2 separate regions of the Gossypium hirsutum genome follow, and region 2 is linked to region 1. Evidence: chromatin contacts called from public Hi-C data. All regions are on one chromosome and are shown on one strand. Each heading gives the region's core, a stretch centred on a gene start, on an enhancer-like site or on the middle of the called end of the contact. The rest is flanking DNA. Distances are from core to core; before and after follow the strand shown.

Region 1 (3,468 bases), core at 316-2,815:
CAACCCGATCATTACAAATGTTATTTTACAGTTTCACCTGTCTCCATCACCTCAGTAAATCTCTTACATCACAATTGAAATCCCTGATCTACAACACTAATTCTCATACATGTTGATGGATTTGCAGTTCAAATCTTCCTTCCGGGGAGAAACTGGTGAGCATAGACCACCTTTTGCTTTGGAGCATCTCTTTGTTGAAAACAATGGAGATGGGCAACCAACAGTTGGAATTCTGGATAATGTGAAGAAAATTATGGTACATCACTTCTTTGGCTATAAAATTGAGACTGAATTTAACAAGCATCTGTTGCAGAAGGCAGATGTTCTTGAGACTTTATCATTAACCTACCACAGGCTTGAACTCAACCCTGAATCCTTTGGTCGTAGATATACTATTGCCCTCCTAAACAGTTGGTTTGGTTCAAGAAGAGATTTTTAGCTTGTCTACAGCTTCCTCTAATGTTCATATATCGTTTCATCATACTTTTCACAAGTTAGGATTCTAGAAGCATTAATTGAATAAATAATTTCCATTGATTTGATTGAAAAATTGTTGATGTCTGTAACTGCAAGCTATTTTTTTTATTAGAAAGTATCAGCTAAACTTCTTCCCAGTTTTCAGGTTTATTAGTTTCTCAGTTTCTAATCACATTTACACCCAAAAAAGGAAAGCAAAATCAACTATATATAAAATAATATGTAATATTTAATGATTAAAAAAAAAGAACAAAGAAACTGATTCAGCAAAAGCTGTTCTCCATGAATTTTACAAATTCCTGAAAATCTATTCTGCCATCACCATCTTCATCAAAGGTTTTGATCATGTTGTTGCAGTTTTCCAGCTTTAAACCTTGTTTCAACCCCAAAACACATAGAACTCTCTGCAATTCCTCTGCATCAATAAACCCATCTTTATTCACATCAAAAACATCAAAAGCTTGCTTCACTTCTTCCAAGCTTGGCTCTTGTTCAAACAACCTTGAAATCTCCTCACAACCGTATGATTCATTCAACTGTTCTTCACTTTCTTGGCTGCAAAAAATCCCCAGGTTCCCCATCAAAATCTCCACTTCTTTTCTGCATAACCTCTCACCACCAGATAAAACTTCCTTGCTTGGAAACCCAGATTTCTGGTTCTTCAGGTCCCAATCTGAAGTCTGGGATTGTGGGGAAAACGACCAATATCTTGAGACATAACTTTTAACGGTGTTATAACATGAAAAACCATGGAACAACAGTATCATATTGGAGTTTGAGTTTGCAGATGATGTTTCCATTGAAACAAGTAGATTGGCTGTGTAATTGGTAAAAGAATATGGGTTTATTTTTCTATGTTGAAAGAATGATATTGAAGAGAAAAGAAAAGAAAAGAAATTGATTGAATTGTGAGGTCTTGGGTGGGGTATTTTAAAGGCATGGAAAACCCTGCTAAGTTTTCAGAGGCGGTTTTGATTTGAAAAGGGGAATTGCGTGTACGGTTCAGACCCATGACCATTCTCCACCATGAAATAAATTAAGAAAAGAATGGGTCTTTTTTCTTTTCAGATATTCAAGCATGAAAGTGTAAACCAATGGGGTTGGTAAAAGAGAGGAAATTTCCAATATCCTGCATAATGGGAGAAGCTAGAAATAGTTGGTCAACTTGGACCTTCGCTTGGTTGGCCTACCTTTGTTTTGTCTTTATGTGCTTTCCATTTCGCTGCTTTGTTTCTTAGAACCTGCTGCCTTCTGTCTTGTTTAACTGCAATTTCTGAATTTGACTTTTTTTAGTTAGGACAATGAAGTTTCTTGGATGTTCATAGGCGGCTGTTTTATTTATTCCTTGAATTTGATCCTTATTTTCTCTACATGATTTTTTAAAAATGACAAATTTCTTAATTCGATCCTTTAAATTTGGATTCTATGTCGTGCATATAATTTGTGATTGGCTCAACTATTTACTTCAAAAACTGAAATAAAAAAATTGTCAAATTCAGAGTGCAAATGATACTTTATTTTTTATCCTTACGTTTTCCATGGTTAATTCTGTTTTCTGGGCTATGTTTTTCTAGAGACAATTAAGGGTCAATGTCGTGGCGATTGTAAAAGTAAATTTTTTTAAAAAAATCTTGAATAATACCCTATCAAAAAGAAGAAGAAAAAAATTACGTAAGATCTTTTCAGAGACGTTGTGGATTTATTTTTAAATGTAGAAGAAGGTGTTGAGTAAGATACTATATTTGACAATTTCTGTGGTGCATAGCTTGTGATTGATTCAACTTTTTATTTCAAGGACTCGATTAAAAATATTAATTAAGAAAATCTCATGGTGGTATATTTACATACATCTTAACTGAGTTTAAGTTTTTTTTTTCAACCTTTCCTTCAGATATTTAAAAAATCCCATCCAAGTCTTAAAAGGTATAGGTATAATCAAAATAAGGCAAATGAAAAAGAAAAACACACATACACTACAATAAAAGATAAAAATAATAAAATCATATGAAGCATGAATTCAAACATGATCTCAACTTTATCATACATAATCATAGACGTTAGGAATTATACTTAAAAGCTATAACTTGAACCGATCACATCCACAAAAACTTCTTTTTACATTAAGTGCCAAAACCAAATAACAATATTTTCTTTTAACAAGATAAAATTAGATCATTATAAAAAATAACTCAAAATCATATTTATTTTAAATAATATATTATAAAATAAAATATTTATGAAATACTAAAATTGTATTTTAATAAAAATAATAAAAATCCAAGAAAAAAGTTTTCATTTTAAATTTTTAATAAAAAATATATTTCTATTAAAATATAGTTATAAAAAACAATATCTTAATAAAAATAAATAAAGAAAAAAGAGATGGAACAAAGCCCAAAAAATGACCCACAAAATCATCAACACATTATTTTCTTTTTTCGGCCATAATCAACACATGATTGAAAACAACTTTTTCAAATTAAAAAGAAGAATAAGAAGAAGGAGAAGAAGCAAAGTTGAAGCCCAGGCTAATAATCACAAGCCCAGAAAAAGTTTCCATTTTTTATTTTTTTTCTTTAAACGTGTAAAACAACTATACCATTGTATATTCGCTGAGGAAATTTTTGTGATAAAGAGACTTCCTTTGTCCCCTTTCTCTCTCTTCCCGTAGCCGGCCTCTCTTAATTTAATTCAGTTCCACTTCTTCTCTTGCTCTTTAATAATTCAATCTCAAATCTAAATTTAGGATTGAAAATTTCCCAACTTTTTGGTGTTCTTTTTTAAAAGGATTTAATCATTTGGATACGAATTGAAGCACCTGATCTTGTTGAGGTGGAAATAATTCAGTTATTTCCCTTTGTTTTTTTAGTTTTTATTAGGAGGGTTTGTTCTGGATTTGGAGTTTAGGGCTGAAGGAAAAAATTGATTTATTGGGTTCTCTTTGAAGTTAAATTTCAGGGTTTGATTTGAAATGGTATATTTCCATAGATC
Region 2 (3,468 bases), core at 476-2,975, 130 kb before region 1:
CTCATATTTTTATTCTACTGCTTACATATTGTAGGTGTTCTCAGCATTTGGCACAGTCCAAAAGATTGCCATATTTGAGAAGAATGGTGGAACACAGGCACTTATTCAATATCCCGGTATGCTTTCATTACATGAATTCTGAATTTGTTTATTTCCGTCTTCGGTAATCCATACATACCTAATGATTTGATACCCAATTATCCTTCCATGCAAAGAGGACTTGGAGAATTGAGTTTGTTCTCTTTTTTGGTCATTCTTTCCCTACTTCACGAACCTTTCCTACATATGGTATTTTTTTTAAAAATTTTATTTCATTATTAAGGCAGGCACCTAGGCACTAATGAAAGACTGGACAGTTTATGTGCCTCATCACTCTTTGTGAAGAGAATTTGTTAAAATGCATCTTCGGCACCTTTGCAAAAGCAAAAGCAAATCAGATCTAATGTCTTCTCTTTTAAAGTTTCATGCAAAGTGCATTGATGTCTATATTATATAATAACTATAATACCATTCTCTTGGCTTCACTTTGTTCGGTTTTATTTGAAATTTGTTCTCTTTCTGATGATTGTGGGATACTTTTTTCCACACCTTATCTCAAAGATTTGAACTTTGAGAGCGTCCAAGTCTATGGGATGTGCCTTGGGGACCATTAGACATGTAATGACCTGCAAATTACTTGTTTTTGTAATTCATGTTTTTACGTTAGAGAGTATTTTGATTGATTTTACTGATGTTGAATGTATTATATCCAGATGTTACAACCGCAGCAGTTGCCAAAGAATCCTTAGAGGGACACTGCATATATGATGGTGGCTATTGTAAGCTTCATCTATCATACTCTCGTCATACTGATCTCAATGTAAAGGTATAAATATGTGCTTTTTGAGTAAATGTAGGAAAAATAACTTAGGACTTCATTAGAAGATAAAGGGAATCTGTTCTTGATTGGGAAAAAAAGGGGATCTTGGCCTTAAATTGTATGCTTCTTGACTATGTTTTTTGAATTTGGATATAAGCGTCAGTTACCTGCTCAATTTTTTAATAAGTTTTTCCCTATATTTAAAGGGTCACTGGAGGATCGCTACATTCGTATCCAAAAATGTGACATGGGTACTTAAAGAAAAATGAAGAGTCATAGCAATGTTGTCACATGATTCTGATGAGTTCATCTTTTGCCGCAGGCATACAGTGATAAAAGTAGAGATTACACAATCTCAGACCCGAGTTTGCTTGCAACACAAGTTCCGGGATTGCCTGCTGCTCCAAATGCTTGGCAGAATCCTCAGGGTGTTCCGGTGCACCATGGTACTGACTATTCGGCTTCAGCTGCAATACAGGGTCAACCTCCTGCTGGACAAGTTCCTGCTTGGGATCCAAATTTTCAGGCTAGGCCGCCATATGGATCAGTTCCTGGTCAAACATATCAATCGTTGACAGCCCCTACATACGTTAATGCGGCAAGACCTGCAGGTTCATCACCCCTTTCACAACCTGGTGCATCTTCCATGCCCATGCAGCAGCAGCAGCAGCCGCCATGGGCTAATGTTAGACAAGGAGGCGCAGCGGTGCTGGGTCGGCCTCCTTATTACAGTCGATGACCTGTGTCTATTCTATAATGAAATTAAATGATCCCTTGTCTATCTTATATTCCTCATATAAAGATTCGCCAATTGAATCTCTTTAAGTTATGACTGAAATTAAATTTTTTTTATTGGATTGGAAGTGTGTTGTTTTTTTTGTTTTGTTTTGGAAACCATCTCCGCCATTGATGTAAAAAAGAGGTAACGTTGAAAATGAAATGGTAAATTAATGTACAAGAGATGCTTTCATGCTAAAATTGAAGTTGTGATTTAGAAATGATGAAGGTGCTTGCAATTTCAATCATCCAGACACTTTTTCATCAAGTATTTGTGTCTGAAAATCCAGAGATAAATTCTCATGAACTCTTCACATGGGGAATTTTAGGAAAGAAAAGGGAAATATATTGTGGGACGGTACACTTTGATATACAGTGAGTAGGTAAAGTAAGTGGTTGTAATGCGTTGAGAGTATTTATAAAATAGTCGAACACCAATTCCCATTTAAAGTATAACATATTATAGCGGCACCTGAGATCTCAAAATTCCAGCAAACTTCATAAGTCAAAGCTCATTTTGTGTATTGATGAGCGTGTGTGAAGAAGAACTAGATTGGATGAGTGCATTGCCAGATGCAATTCTCCACAAAATTGTCTTTGTTGCCAACCAAACATTCAGTTCAAACCAGCATTTTATTCGAGAGATGGATCGTTTACCCCCGTCATTCACATTCCATATAGTTCTTACAAACACACCACTCCATCTGAATGTACTTTCATACACAACACTTGGGCCCAACACCAAGCTCCGAAACTCCTTAAGTTCAGCCTCCAGTTTTCCACTGGACCCTTGCGGCATGACCTTGATGTTCAACACTGAATTGAGTTTGCCATTTCAAGACAGGTTCAGATTCTTTCAGTTTCAGCTCATTTATGCACAGCAGTGCTTGAACTTTGCCTAACATGTTTTATTCCCATGATAATGTCCGATCATTAGAACAAGTTTCCTTGGAAGTGTTTTCTTTTCAATCCAAACCTACCATGTGATCTACCTTTTGCTTCACTCAAAACCCTTTGCTTCTTTGATTATGCGATTGACGATGAAACTTTAAAGGCATTGGTTTCTAAGTTCCCTGTTCTTGAAGGCTTCACAATTGACCGGTGCCATAGAGTACGTAACTTTAAAGTTTCTTGGTGTCAAAGTATGAGGCTTAAGCACCTAGTACATAGATGCATAGTTGACCATTATTTGAATCTAGAAATTGATGTGTCAAGTTTGTCAACTTCTAAATTCTGTGGAGATTTAATGAAGATTTCTTTCACTTCTTTGCCTTCGATTGTTGAAGCTACCGTTTTTCAATGGAGTTATAGACCATATGGGCAAGAATTTTCCATTAGAACATGGTTAAGAAATCTTGTCCATGTAAAGGAACTCAGTGTGAACTCTTGGTTTTCTCAGGTATATTTATTTCTCTGTAAATATTTGTTGCTTTGTTTTAAATGGATTTTGATTGTTTAATTGAAGTCTCATATCCATTTTTTGTTCTTGGTACGGAAAGTTTCTTGCTAGAGAACATTAGGTAAACAAAAATGGATGAAGATTTTCAAAAATCTTAAGGTCTTTTCTTGGTTTGGTCCATTGGCAAAAGAGTGTGAGTTCATACCGCTAATTGCCTTTTTGGGTTATTGCCCCTCTTTGGAGAGGATTGAAATAGATGTGAGAAATTACTCAGTTTCCTAATTTCTCATCATTCTATTTGCACTATGATTCTTGATGGATTTGCAGTTTAGATCTTCGTATTGGGAAGAAGCTGGTGGGAGTAGACCAACTTTTGCCTTGGAGCCTCCTTTTGTTGAGTTGAAAAAAGATGGACAACTAACAACAGAGTTTC

What was found. A called contact is a pair of places that touch in the nucleus more often than the background predicts.
Region 2: a contact with region 1 is called in a Hi-C map of leaf, with 5 times the contacts expected there. The contact joins the promoter of LOC121229605 here to the promoter of LOC107960357 in region 1. A contact is called at or near these places in 4 of 34 Hi-C or Micro-C datasets (all in leaf).

The regions. Positions count from the first base shown.
Region 1 is chrA05:101,905,648-101,909,115 of Gossypium_hirsutum_v2.1, reverse strand. LOC107960357 (probable calcium-binding protein CML46) reads right to left here and starts at 1,565. Exons shown (of 1, transcript XM_016896689.2): 1 at 687-1,565. The coding sequence starts at 1,277. The coding sequence ends at 741. LOC107960356 reads left to right here and starts at 2,944. Exons shown (of 1, transcript XM_016896688.2): 1 at 2,944-3,468. The coding sequence starts at 3,449.
Region 2 is chrA05:102,036,588-102,040,055 of Gossypium_hirsutum_v2.1, reverse strand. LOC121229605 reads left to right here and starts at 1,725. Exons shown (of 2, transcript XM_041114302.1): 1 at 1,725-3,035; 2 at 3,363-3,468. The coding sequence starts at 2,781. LOC107949175 (polypyrimidine tract-binding protein homolog 1) reads left to right here. Exons shown (of 10, transcript XM_016883900.2): 8 at 35-116; 9 at 753-865; 10 at 1,182-1,711. The coding sequence ends at 1,598.